Linked DNA regions of Hordeum vulgare: region 1 is linked to region 2. A link is a contact called in public Hi-C data. All regions are on one chromosome and are shown on one strand. The core of a region is the stretch at or near the end of the contact, and the rest is flanking DNA. Distances in the headings are between cores, read along the strand shown.

Evidence for each region. Hi-C and Micro-C count contacts between places; a contact is called where the count stands out from the background.
Region 1: a Hi-C map of leaf shows a contact between it and region 2, with 9 times the contacts expected there. The contact joins the promoter of LOC123425677 here to the promoter of LOC123425672 in region 2. A contact is called at or near these places in 2 of 6 Hi-C or Micro-C datasets (leaf and seedling) and 1 of 1 datasets of contacts at active chromatin or transcription factors (embryo).

What each region holds. Positions count from the first base shown.
Region 1 is chr2H:163,477,148-163,484,091 of MorexV3_pseudomolecules_assembly, forward strand. It overlaps LOC123425677, which reads left to right and starts at 5,459. Exons shown (of 16, transcript XM_045109381.1): 1 at 5,459-5,746; 2 at 6,211-6,250; 3 at 6,337-6,462; 4 at 6,547-6,582; 5 at 6,698-6,868. The coding sequence starts at 6,370. LOC123425676 reads left to right here and starts at 496. Exons shown (of 5, transcript XM_045109380.1): 1 at 496-860; 2 at 1,675-1,724; 3 at 2,088-2,165; 4 at 2,963-3,584; 5 at 3,912-5,128. The coding sequence starts at 612. The coding sequence ends at 4,814.
Region 2 is chr2H:162,590,108-162,596,357 of MorexV3_pseudomolecules_assembly, forward strand. LOC123425672 (caffeoylshikimate esterase) reads left to right here and starts at 4,924. Exons shown (of 1, transcript XM_045109374.1): 1 at 4,924-6,250. The coding sequence starts at 5,325. LOC123429847 (a long non-coding RNA gene) reads right to left here and starts at 4,272. Exons shown (of 2, transcript XR_006622766.1): 1 at 3,785-4,272; 2 at 2,627-3,368.

The DNA of each region.
Region 1 (6,944 bases), core at 4,209-6,708, 890 kb after region 2:
GTAAACGCGTCCAGCATCCCATATTCGTCCTATATTTAAATTAAATATAAAAGATGTCGGTTAACATAAACGTTTGAACCTTATTTGAGATGTTCGTTTGAATCAGAATTTTAAAACCGATCAATAACCGAATGGTCGTCTGGAAGGTTTGAGGCGTCGGCTATAGAATGCTCTTGCGTACTTGAAAATAATGCCATGTGCGTTGTTGCCTCACGAGTCACCCATTGGGCATGTAGGTAGCGAGGTCTTTTTTTTTTTTAAGGTTATGTAGGTAGCGAAGTGAGTAAAAGAAGGCGTTGGGTGACAGTGGCGTGGGCCTCCACCACCGCACGTCCTAGATAACTAGATTAGCACGAACCCAGAATAGTACGTACGTAGAAGAATGTAAAATCCAAAACCCCGGCCAAAATAATAAGAAAAGGAAAAACAATGGGCGAGACTGGAGAGACACCGCCCGCCCAGCCCACTCCCAGAGACAGAAAGAAAGGGAGAAGAGCAAGAGACAGAGAGAGGCCCACCGCGACGACCCTGCCCGACCGCCTCGCTCCGTTTCCGACTCCTATTCCCGGCTCGGCCTCCCCTGCCCCTATCGCCTCGCCCTCAGCGATCGCATGCCGCCCCGACCCAAAAAAAAGGGCGACCGATTTCCTCGGTGCCCGGACGAGGGAGCGCCCCGTCCGATGGTGGTTGTGGTGGTCAAGCAGGAGGAGCAGGACGACGACGACGACGCGGCCGCCGTCGCCTGGGGGACGTGGGAGGAGCTCGTGCTCGGCGGCGCCGTCCTCCGCCACGGGGACGCCAACTGGCACGCCGTCGCCGCCGAGCTCCGCGCCCGCTCCCCGTGCTCCTTCTCGCCCAAGGTCCGCCCCCACCGCCGAACCCTAGCCTAATAATACTCCTGCTCGATTAATTACGAATTACGGTCTCGTGCCTGTAATGTCGCTTCGACAAGGGTGGATTAGGGCGTATATTGTTTTTTCGTATTATTAGGGATACCGAAATGATTATCCTTGGTTGGTGCTGGCTAGGGTTTCGTGATCATTCCTGGAGATACACTCTCGGCCTTGTTGATGTGGTATTGTTTCGTATGGATGTAGAGCAAATGTTAGGTTGCCATTTTAGAGACTGTGATTAGGCTGTCATTTTAGAGATTGTTATTAGGCTGCCATTTTAGAGATTGTGATTAGGCTGTCATTTTAGAGATTGTGATTAGGCTGGCATTTTAGATTGTGCTGTTGGTTGGATGATCATGAGTTACGCGTTCTGAAAATGCAGCAAGTGGTGAGGCACAGTTTTGACTTGAACCAAACGAAACGAATCAGCGCCCAACCACCATCCACCGATGAAATGTGGCATAATTTCTTCTTCTTCCCTTTGTGAGGAAGAATGTGGTATAATTTCAATTGGCCCTATATTATATAATTATTACAGTACGACACAGGTAGCACAATTTTGCTTGTTTGGTACCAATTACCAAGGGCAGTTTGTCCAACAGTTTGGATATGTGGGAGCTTTGTGCCTATCCGCCGAAACATTTTGAACACCCGCAGATCAAATTATTTGTAATTTTGAAATTGTGTGGTGAGCAGGAAAGTTGAATCCCTTGAGGCCTGTCCCATCTCATGCCTGGAAGAAGTTTTAGTATTGATTGGTGTCTGTTTATCTTGTTTGCAGGAATGCGAAGCAAAATTTTCAGAGATTCAAGCACGTTACTCTGCATGCGAGTAAGTGTTACCTATCCCTGTGATGTCTGTACTGACTTGTCCACGTTAATGATCTTCCCATTTAGTTTGAGGTTACCATGATGTATTCCGAGGACAATGTTTGAATTTTTGGTAGAAGCATTTTCAGTGCTAACCCATCAATGGCACTGGGCAGGACTGGGAATGAGGTAGAGAAGTCATAGTAAAGAAATATATTCAATGATGATTATTAACATTCTCGTATGCAATTTTTAGTACCTTAGCCAATATATGCAGGACATTTGAACTTACTGTAGTTTAACATAGATACTTTTGTGTCCTATAGTAAAGTAACTTTTACATTGATGTAGTAGTATGCTTAGCATTGTATTTGCTTCATTGCAGTGCTTGGTTTGAGGAGCTTCGCAAGCAGAGAGTTGCTGAATTGAAAAGGGAGCTGAGGAAGTCAGAAAGTTTTATTGGGTTAGTACTTGCATTTTTTTGGCATTTTCACATGTAATCTTCATAATTTGTTTTGGATATATTTTAGTTACTGGTCATCCTCCACGTGCAATGCACGTCTTCCGTTATACATAATGCATCTGCTAAATTAGCCATTGACCAGATGACTGAAAGAATGATACAAGGTTGATTGAAAGTAGCTTGTCTGAAATCATCTTTGCTGATAATTGGTCATTAGTTTTTCTAATATAGACTGAAGTTCAAGGAAATATATGAAGGGAAGGGCATGAGGCAGGGGAGAGAGATGGAGGGGCTGGGAGCACTTTTTGAAGAATTTAAATTTTGATAGGTAGAACCAAATAAAAATGCAAAACATTAGATTAATCATATAATTTAGTGGGGTTAATTATATGGCTTATTTAAACACTCTTTGAACTTAAGACAAATAAAACATAATTAGCTAGCTAGGGTTAATTTGTTCTTACATGCATTTGAATAATAGGTTAATTTGTATAGTAATAAGCGCATGTGCATTTGTGAATAATCTAGGAAGGAAAATGGAGTGTATAAATAAGTAGTGTATTATTAGTCATGAGTAAAAGTCTCACCTTTTTAACGTCGTTTATCAGGTTTCATGGATGGTTAAGGTGATCGGTATCCCAACACAACTTGTACTTCATTAGTAGTTTAGATATTTTTGTATTATTGTCTGTCATCTTGAAGCCAAGTGAAAGTTAGCTTAGACACTACTTATGCCATCTGGCTGGAAAATGTTCTTTTTGTTTAATAATGTGCAATTTGGCCTTTCCCTGTTCCAGGTCCTTGCAGTCTGTGATTGAGAGCCTCAGCAATAGCAAACATGATAATGGTAACTTAGGATGTCACACTGAATCATGTTCACACACTGAAAATGCAGCTGATACTACTTCTTCGAGCAAAGAATTGTCCAAAGACAGATCGTCCGCTGCTAGTTTTACGGAGGAAGCAAGCAACAGTCAGAAATCTCAGAAAGTTCAAAATACATCAGCAGAGACATTATCAAAGCCCCATGCTGAAAATAAGCTCTGTGCCAAAGATGGTTTGCTTTGGGGCTCTAGAAAGAAAAGGGGATTGAGGGATAAACGGGCTATTCTGATGGCTGTTGATAGTGGCAGAGATGGTGAAAATATATCTACACCATGCATACAGGGAGAGGGTTCCTCTGAGGGCTGCATGAAGAAATTGAAAACTCCAAAGATAGAGCCTGGTGTATCTATGTGCAAAACTCCATGCATACAGAGAGCGGTTCCCTCTGAAGGCTGCATGAAGGAACTGAAAACTCGAAAGATAGAGCCTGGTGTATCTGTGTGTGAGAGAGCAAAACCAAAATTAGCAGATATTGTGAATAATATATCCACTCAAGGTGACTGTAAGATGTTGCTACACCAAATTGATATCCAGGTATTTAATCTGTCTTGTGGGCGTTTTAAATTGTAGTCTTATCCTTTACAATTTTTTTATTGGAGTTGCCCACTATTTGTTCTGAGAGGATCAAGAAAGTCAGATCTTTGTGGGCATGGTGAATTTCCTTTTCGTTTTCTTATTACCTGAGTTACACATACAATTAGTTAGAGTGGGCAGACTGGTTAGTTAGTTAGTGTACGTAGTAATATTATATGCTCTGAAAGAGAACTTTTAAGTGGCTCAAATCTTCTGTACAGTTGATCTATTCTAGAGATGAACATAATCTGATTTTGTCATCTTATGTCCAATTGTTTCCATCTACAGCGGAAGCGAGCTAGATACAAGAAGATGATCCGTCGGCATATGGACTTCCGAATCCTTCGTTCAAAGATCAAGAGTGGTGCTATCTCTTCTGCCAAGGAGCTCCTAAAAGACATGCTCGTGTTTGTGAATAATGTCCTCACATTTTTTCCAAAGGCCACACTGGAGCACATGGCTGCAATCGAACTTCGAGGTCTCATATGCAAAACGTTGCAACAGCGTTCAGTCGCACCATCCATTAATTGTGAACCGGCAGCGATAGCTAGTGACCCTGTAATCAAGAAGACCAAGGCAAGGATCGCTAGTGGCCCTGCAATCAATAAGACCGCTGCTGAGCCTGTATTAAAGAAGACCACGGCAGCGCTAGCTAGTGAGCCTGTAATAAAGAAGACAGTGGCTGGGATAACAAGTGAGCCTGTGATGAAGAAGACAGTGGCTGGGATAGCTAGTGAGCCTGTAGCCAAGAAGGCGGCTGCAGGGATAGCGAGTGAGCCTGTAATCAAGAAGACGGCGGCAGGGATAGCGAGTGAGCCTGTAATCAAGAAGACTGCTGCAAGGGTTGCAAGTGACCCAGTAAGCAAGAAGGCGGCGGCAGGGGCTGCTAGTGCCCCTGCAACCAAGAAAATTTCTCGAACATTGCCGCCGGTACGTCATGTGCCTCGTGATGCAAAGAGAAGCAAGGTTTCCTCAAGGGAGAGCGGAAGCACTGTCAGCCAGGGTGAGAGCGAGACCAAGGACGACCCCGCGGATGCAGCGGCAACTGCTGATGAAAAAACCGTTGAGAGAAGCGTGCCAGCCGCCAAGAAGCGAGGGGTCGGGCGGCCTCCAAAGAGCGGGCAAAAGCGCGCCGCCACTGTGCCGCCGCAAGACAGTCCTAGCAAAGGCAGGAAGAGGACTCGACGGTGACAGGGAGAAGCGACGCCGTGGATATGCAGACGTGTTGTGTACAATCCTACAAGGAGGTCCTAGAGTAGCTCCATCCAGTGTTGTGTACCACCCTGTCAAAGACTAGGCAAAGGGAATCAGGATGTTTTGTAACAGGAAGGAGTGGTGGTTTTCCTGGTGTTTTGTTTAAGGTCAGCTAGATGAAGCGCAACTTTTGTCTGTAGAGATGTGATCCGAGTTGTTAGGCGCTATATATATGTCTGTTATAACTGTATATGTAATACCCTTAGAACTTTCCTTGGTCAAGTATATGCCAGCGCAGAATTTTGGAGACAGGTGTTGATGTCTGTAGGAGTCAATTCCTTTTTTGCTCTTGGTTCGGGGACGTCGTGATCTGGAGCAACAAGAGAGGGTAGTTTGTCAAGAGTAGCATTGAAATTGAAGCATTTTTTTTTTGAGGGGGTTGAAATTGAAGCAGCTGTGGTGGGTCGGGGCCTCCACATTCCTGGGCCGCGCGGGGACCGAGGGAACCACGAAACAAACCAAGCGGAAAACCCGGTCGTGGCAGGCAGCCGAGCCGAAACGGGCTGCTCGCATCGCGCAACGCCCGTCTCCTGTGGCGGCATCACCCCGGCGCTGCCTCTCTCTCCCTCGCCAGTCGCCAGTCAGTCGGGTCGTCGTCACCTCGCGTGGCGCCGCTGCGAGTGACGGGTGCGGGTCACCCTTCCTCCGAACGTCGCTGTCTCGCCCGCCCGCTCAAGCGGCCGCGTCTGGCTCCGCCTCCGCGCGCGCCCGTGCCTTTCCCGATCTCTCTCCAAGGCATTTCCTCCTCCTCTTCCTCCTCCACGAGATAGCAGCGGCGCCCGTGCCCTCCGCGCGGAGGAGAGGAGACGACGAGACGCCTCTCCGCCGATCGTCCCTCGTCCGCCCCGGTTGCCCCATCCGCCTCCGCGGTATTGTCCCTTATCTTCTCCTCATGCCCAGCACTCCAGTAGTATCTCCGTCTCCGTGTATCGATTGGGTTTCGAGATTTCTACACTCCGATTGCGCGCTGGCTGCGCGTCCTCGCACCCGCGTTTCCAAATCCCAGAGCGCGCCTCGCCGTTCGCCGCGAGCTGCGGGTGGACAGGGTGACTTGGCCGTGGATGTGTAGACATCGTCACGTCACCGACGCGCAGGGCAATATGTGCGTCGTGTGTCTCGTGCTTGCAAGGGATTTATTGATTGATTGGTTGATGATGAGAGGGCCGTCCTTTTTTCTTTGTTGCTCGCGCGAAGCGAACAAACGGAATGACATTTTTTAAAGGGATCGAATGTCGTTTCTCTTCAGTGTTTTCATCAAGTAACGCCCCAGGGTTCTGTCGTCACTCTGAAAACATACTCAGCCTCTGCAGTTTTTTTTATGTCGTGAATGCAGGGTTCCATGAACGGAGAAAAGTAGCGCCTAGTGGGACAAGGTGGGTTCCCTTGTGCTTCCTTCATTTACTTAATGCTTCATTTGTTGTGAAATCCTGCTAAAATGCAGGGTTGCTTGGTTCTGCAGAATGGTCACAGGAGCTGCTGTCACTGCTCTAAGATGAGACTGAGGCTGCGTCTGCTTGTTCTGTGCTTGATGATAATCCTATTTGTGGTTTACAACATGGCAAGCTACCAACGCAGACAGACGGCGGTAACGCTCAACCTTTTCTGAAATTCCCCTTTATATTCTGCTCGACAGACGATGCTCAGCTCATCCGATTATCCGCTGTTACAGTTGGATGAAGACGCTCCCCCGTTTGATACGATGATGGTATGTGAACCCATCGTCTCCATCAAACGGACAAATTGTTTTGTTTGCTGCGCTAGTCTTGAAGCAGATAGTCTTTTGTTGCCGAGGCGTTGACTAGCTCCATTGTACATATCAGGAGTCTGACAGGGCTGCTGTTAAGGTATCTGGGACTGGGAGAGCTACTGCCAAGGTGACACACAGAGCTGCTTCTACTGCTAGGGTCGGGTTTTTGCCTCATGGTATAGTGGAGCCTTACTCCGACATGGAGCTCAAGCCACTATGGCTCACAAGAAGCGTTCAGTCAGAGGTCAGTTGACCTGTTCTGCCTAACATTGTTGGTTTCAGTACAATATTTCTGTTGGTTTCAGTTTCCGAACGAATTT
Region 2 (6,250 bases), core at 3,674-6,173:
TTAAATTTTAAAAAATGGAACAGAAAATGGAAATAAAAAATGAGACTAAAAACAGAGGCACGAACTGTTTTTAAGATTTTTTACATGGACTTTTGTTTAAAATTATTGACTTTTTTCATTTTACAGACATTTTCTAAAATTTAAACGTTTTTTTGTATATGCAAACATTTTTCAAAACTCCTGAGTAGTTTTTGAATTCTCAAAAAAATTATGTTTGTTAATATTTTATTTAAAAATTCTCAGTTTCTTAAATTTAAGAAAAGTTATTTGAAGTTCTAAATTATTTAAAGGAGAAAAATGGAACTGAAAAGTAAAATAAAAAAACTAAACTAAAAGAACAGACGGCCATGCATGGGCCGGCCCAAATAGATGTGCTGCATCTTTTTCCAATGTCCAGAGCGTAATATAGGAGGTGCCTACAAGGGCCGGCCCAGCTCGGAAATTTTTCTGTTTGAAACGTTTTCTATGACTTATAAGTGGCAATTGTGGGTAATTTTCATCAACTTTATGAACAATGTTAATGACGGACGACAGAAGCACTAATTGCTTTATTAATACTAGCAAAATGGACCATGCGTTGCCACGTAAGAAAAAAATCATAATCTCTAATGATGGTGACCACATTATGTTCACATATCATCGCTTGATTTAGAAATTTTATGCAGAAAATGTTTTCTATTTTAAATTTATTCACAAGTTAAAGCAATCTTTACATTTTCAAAAAATACATATTATGGTTGTCAAAAAATCTTGGTAACTCAAAGATTTATTCTGAATATCAAGAATTTTTTTAGAAAACATACAATAATAATCCGATCCATCCAACAGTTAATTTTTCAAAACTCACACAGATATATTGTCACAAAGACTTAGAAGCATTAATGTTTAACTATGTACATTACATCTTTCGTGAACAATTTTACAAATATGGGAACAATTTTAAAATCAAGAATATTTTTTACAATTTACAAACATTTACTAAAAATCGTGAATATTTTTTATATTTCGAATGGGTTTAAATATATTTTTTTGAATTGGTGACCAATTCAAGAAAATACGAACAAATTTTTTGATGTTGGAGGATTTTATTTTAAATTCACAAACATTTTTTGAAACGCATGAAGTTTTCTAAATAACCAAACATTTTTATAAATCAGTAATATATTTATTAAACTTATGGACATTGTTTTGGAATTTGCAAAAAAAATATAAAAATTCTTTGCTTTTTTTGAATCCTATTTTTAATTCAAAATAAAAATTCGTCAGCATTTTAATTCGAAATTCCTATTTTTTAATATGCAAAAGTTTTTGTAATTCTAAATTATTTAAATTATAAATAAATAAAAATGTAACGGAAAAGTTTAAATAAAAAAAACTATCAAAACAGGCATTAGCTATTTTTAAAATTTAGGACATTTTTTTAATGCATTAACATATTTTGATTAAGGAAGCATTTTGTTAAATACCTTTAATAATTTTTAATACATGGAATTGTATTTGAGATCATGGACTATTCTTATTGTACAAACATTTTTCTAAAATTGGAAACATTTTATTGTATATGCGAGCATTTTTTACAAAACTCCGAGCAGTTTTTAAAGTCACAAACATTTTAATTTTTTAAGTATGTGTGGGTTCATAAAAGCAGACGCTTGTGCATGGGCCGGTCATACGGTGTGCTGGATATTCTCCCAGCTTGCAGAGCGTAATATAGGAGATTTTTACATGGACCGGCCCAATCCAAAAAAAATCGCTTTGTGAAACGTTTTCTATTACTTACCGGTGGCATGGTGGGTAATTTATGCAAACTTTAGGGGTAATTTTCAAGACGGACGACCAGAAACCTTATTTGCTTTATTATTAGGGAGAGACTAGTAAAAATGCCCGTGCGTTGCACCGGGTTAGATTGTCTATTTTTGGATCATGAATTTTGTATTTGAGAAGTCCCCCCTTCACCTCACCTCATGTCCTCCATCAACATCTACTTGAGCTTGCACCGTCATTGAAGTGCAAGTAGATATGCAAACGCCGAGACCTGAAACCCGTGGTTTCCTTTTCTCATTCTGTATTTCGCAAGAAAAAATGAAGAGGGATTGGGCAGGCTATGAACTTAGAGTTTGTATGACTTACACTTTGTGTACTATGATGACATAGGGTTATATTTTCAGACAACATATATGTTGCCTCCTGTATTCCCTCTGTTCACTTTTTTAAGACGTTTTAGACATCTGAAATTGAACTGTTTTGGGTGTTGTCTGAAATGTATAAAACGTCTTACAAAGGTGAAGGTTGGGGTAGAAATAATTGTTAATTCTTCATTCATCAGCGTAGCATGAAAACAAACGCCAGTTGCCATAGTTTTCAACTTATATCATCACCAATATATGTTCAGAGTCTTGCACTTTCACTTGAGCCAAGTTCAGAAATAAAAATGTGGCAGGACAAAAAGGTGACCACCTGCACCGTTGTGCATTTCTTGAGGGTGATTAACGGATTTTGGCCAAGCCCCGGCCATCAGTGGTTCCATTCAAGCCACACGGGGAAACTCGTATTCAAACTCGTTTCTAGACAACAAAATTGCAGATAACTCAAAACGCTGAAGCAATTCAACATGAGACTTTCAGTATAAACAGAACAGACTATAAGATGATTCATGTTATTCCTTAACACCTTGTGAGTTCAACTTAAACCCTCTTCCGCCCATGACGCGAGTCTAACAAAACTCCGGTAAACATATATAGCATAGCTGTTTGAAATTTTAGGGACATATGTCAACTGACCTCCTGTGAAGCTAATATGTTTTCCTCTTATTTGTTTTTTAAATGTAGCACAAATCTTGTTCTGGTTGAGAGACAGATCTGGCAAAAGGAAGCTAAGCCGGTGTCAAGCTCAACAATGGCTGCTTTCAGCCTAACAAGTTGTTTCCCCTGCTTGAGCGCGAGGAAGAAGGAGGTCCCACGTTCTGCTCCGACCAATCCACACACCAGCGGCGTCGCTGGCGCCGTGCCACGAACTTTCTCCTTCGAGGAGCTCGCGACGGTGACAAGAAACTTCAGCGACAAAGGCTACATGAAGAGCATCAATCAGGTGACAATCCAATTCTTCTTCTTATTTTATACTTAGTTTCATATACGTACGGACCATGACGATTTGAAGACATGATCGATGTGAGGGAAAGAAAATGATTGATCAATCAACATCTGCATCTGTAGGTCGTTGCTATAAAGCTTCAGCATGCTGTTGATCCAAGTGGCTCACCAGAGCAACATAACAGGGAGTTCCTTGCCCATGCGCTCACGATGAGCGGGCTGCGCCACCCAAATGTCGTCAATCTTATTGGCTTTTGTGCAGATGGCCATCACCGGATCCTGGTGCACGAGTACATGTCAGGTTCTCTGGAAGATGCGTACATGTGCTATTCATATGCATTGCATACCAACAATCTAGCTAAAAGCTTATAACTGTGTTCATGATTCGTTTGAGGTTGCTACGGAGGAGCGCGTTGCGGGTGGTGCTCTCGTCGCGGTCAGCGCGGTGAGAGGGGCGCGTGCTCGCCCGTGTCACGCCTGCGGGCGCACAACGGCCGAGTGGTGTGGAGGAGCGCCTCAGCCTCGTCCCGGCGCGCGCGCACTCGCTGGGGAGAGCGGAGCGCAGCGTCGCGTCGTGGGGAGGGGAAATGAAAACGCCGGCGGCAAACCCTCGCCGCAGGTCGTCCTGCGGGAGCCGCGGAACTGTAGCTAGGAGAAAAATGGGAGGAGGAAGCGAGGGCGGGGAAGCCACTCACCGAGAGGAGGAGGCGCCGCCGCGTCCTCGCCGCCGCCGCTCCCCGGCCAGGCTCCGGCCTTCCTCTTCGTCACCGGCGACCCCGCCTCACCGCCCGCCTCCAAATCGGCCTCCCAATCCTCTACAGTGCACCCATCCAGCCCCTGCCAAGCAGTCGCCACCGTCCTTCCGCATCGAGCAGCCGTCGCCATCGTTCCGCATCAAGCAACCGCCGTCCCCAACCACGTGGATAAGGAGCCTGGGCGGAATTATTACATGACGCAAGGGTTATTTTATAAACTCAAAACGTTTTTTTCCAGATCCACTTACATAGGGACTGCGGATTGAATATCCAAAAGTGGAGGGGCTTTTGTGCAAAAACGCCTCGACGGACGATAGAAGTGTTCCGTGCTTTATTATTAGGGAGAGGTAAACATAAAGATAAAGGGAGCGCACTACGTAGCAGCGCTGCATGGCTGACTTTCCGTGCGGCGGCTTGTTAACCCACAATTAAACACACTCGTCGCTTCTCATTAAATTTTGCACGTGTCGCTTTCAACCACCATCTGCTCTATGCATGCATGTCGCTTCTCGGTAAAATTTGCATATGTCGCTTTCAACTATCATCTGCTCTATGCATGCATGCGGGTTGGAAAAAATGATTTATCTCATTGATTAATACTTTGATTGAAGATTCGCTTTCACCGTTAGGTTCGTCTCGACGAGACCTTCAAAATAAGATCCCATGTTGACATGTTTTGTTGAATTTTTTTCGTTTTTCCTAGTTGCCACATTTATGTCATCATACATTTTACGAGTGTACAGTTGTCATAAAAATTATACATAGTTATCGAACAATAATTTTATACTTTTTAAGTATTGCAGTGTTATGTGAAGCTAAAAAAAATGGATATTAAAACACTAACAATAAGCAAGTAAATGCATGAACCAGCACAAGCACAATGAATCATGTTTTCAGTAGGGTATATCAACATTCATAAATCTGATAACCAAGTTAATTTAATGTGAGAACTATGTGAGAGATAATGTGACAAGTAAGTGATAGTAATCTGACAAGTAACGACGAAAAACAAAAGTTATCGAAATATATCGACATGGGATCTAGTTTTAAAGATCTCATTACGATAAAGTTAGTGATGAAAACGAATCATTAATTAAAATAACGGTTTGAGAGATAAATATTTTTTTTAAATACAACACTGCTAAGCAAGCTCTTTCTAATTTGTGCCTGAGCCGCCGCACAGGAAAGCGGCTGTGCATTGGGGTGCAGTTTAGATTTTCCAAGATAAAGATATACATCCAGGTTCCAAAAGTTCTGCTCTTTCCTACGTCTCGCTATACGCGAGATAAGGGGCGTCCCGGGCCGACGGCACAAACAGTTCCACCAACCCCCGAAACTTCTTATCATAACCTGGCGTGAGTGAAACGGCCTCCCCTGGCGCTACGCAACAGGCAGCAACGACTCCCCCACCACTCGCCGGCACCAGTTCCCTTCCCCTTCCCATCCATCCGAAAGCCCGCACGCCCCAGCGCCTCTCACCATGACTCAGGAAGAAGCGCCGGCGCCCGTGAACTTCTGGGGCGAACACCCGGCGACGGAGTCGGAGTACTACGCGGCCCACGGCGCGGAGGGCGAGTCCTCCTACTTCACCACGCCGGACGACGCGGGCGCGCGCCGCCTCTTCACGCGCTCGTGGCGGCCGGCGGGTGGGGGCGCCGGCGCTCGGCCGAGGGCGCTCGTGTTCATGGTCCACGGCTACGGCAACGACATCAGCTGGACCTTCCAGGCCACGGCCGTCTTCCTGGCCCGCTCCGGCTTCGCCTGCTTCGCCGCCGACCTCCCCGGCCACGGCCGCTCCCACGGCCTGCAGGCCTTCGTCCCCGATCTCGAGGTCGCCGTCGCCGACCTCCTCGCCTTCTTCCGGTCCGTCCGGCGGCGCGAGGAGCACGCCGGGCTGCCGTGCTTCCTGTTCGGAGAGTCAATGGGCGGGGCCATCTGCCTGCTTATCCACCTCCGCACGTCGCCGGAGGAGTGGGCGGGGGCCGTGCTGGTGGCGCCCATGTGCAGGATCTCCGACCGGATCCGGCCGCGCTGGCCGGTGCCGGAGATCCTCACCCTCGTGTCGCGGTTCGCGCCGACTCTCCCCATCGTGCCCACGGCCGACCTCATCGAGAAGTCCGTCAAGGTGCCCGCCAAGCGCCTGATCGCCGCGCGCAACCCCATGCGCTACAACGGCCGGCCCAGGCTCGGCACCGTCATGGAGCTGCTGCGCGCCACCGACGAGCTAGGCGCGCGCCTCGGCGAGATCACCATCCCGTTCCTCGTCGTGCACGGCAGCGCCGACGAGGTGACCGACCCCGCTGTCAGCCGCGCGTTGCACGAGGCCGCGGCCAGCGAGGACAAGACCATCAAGATGTACGACGGGATGCTTCACTCCATGCTCTTCGGCGAGCCGGAGGAGAACAT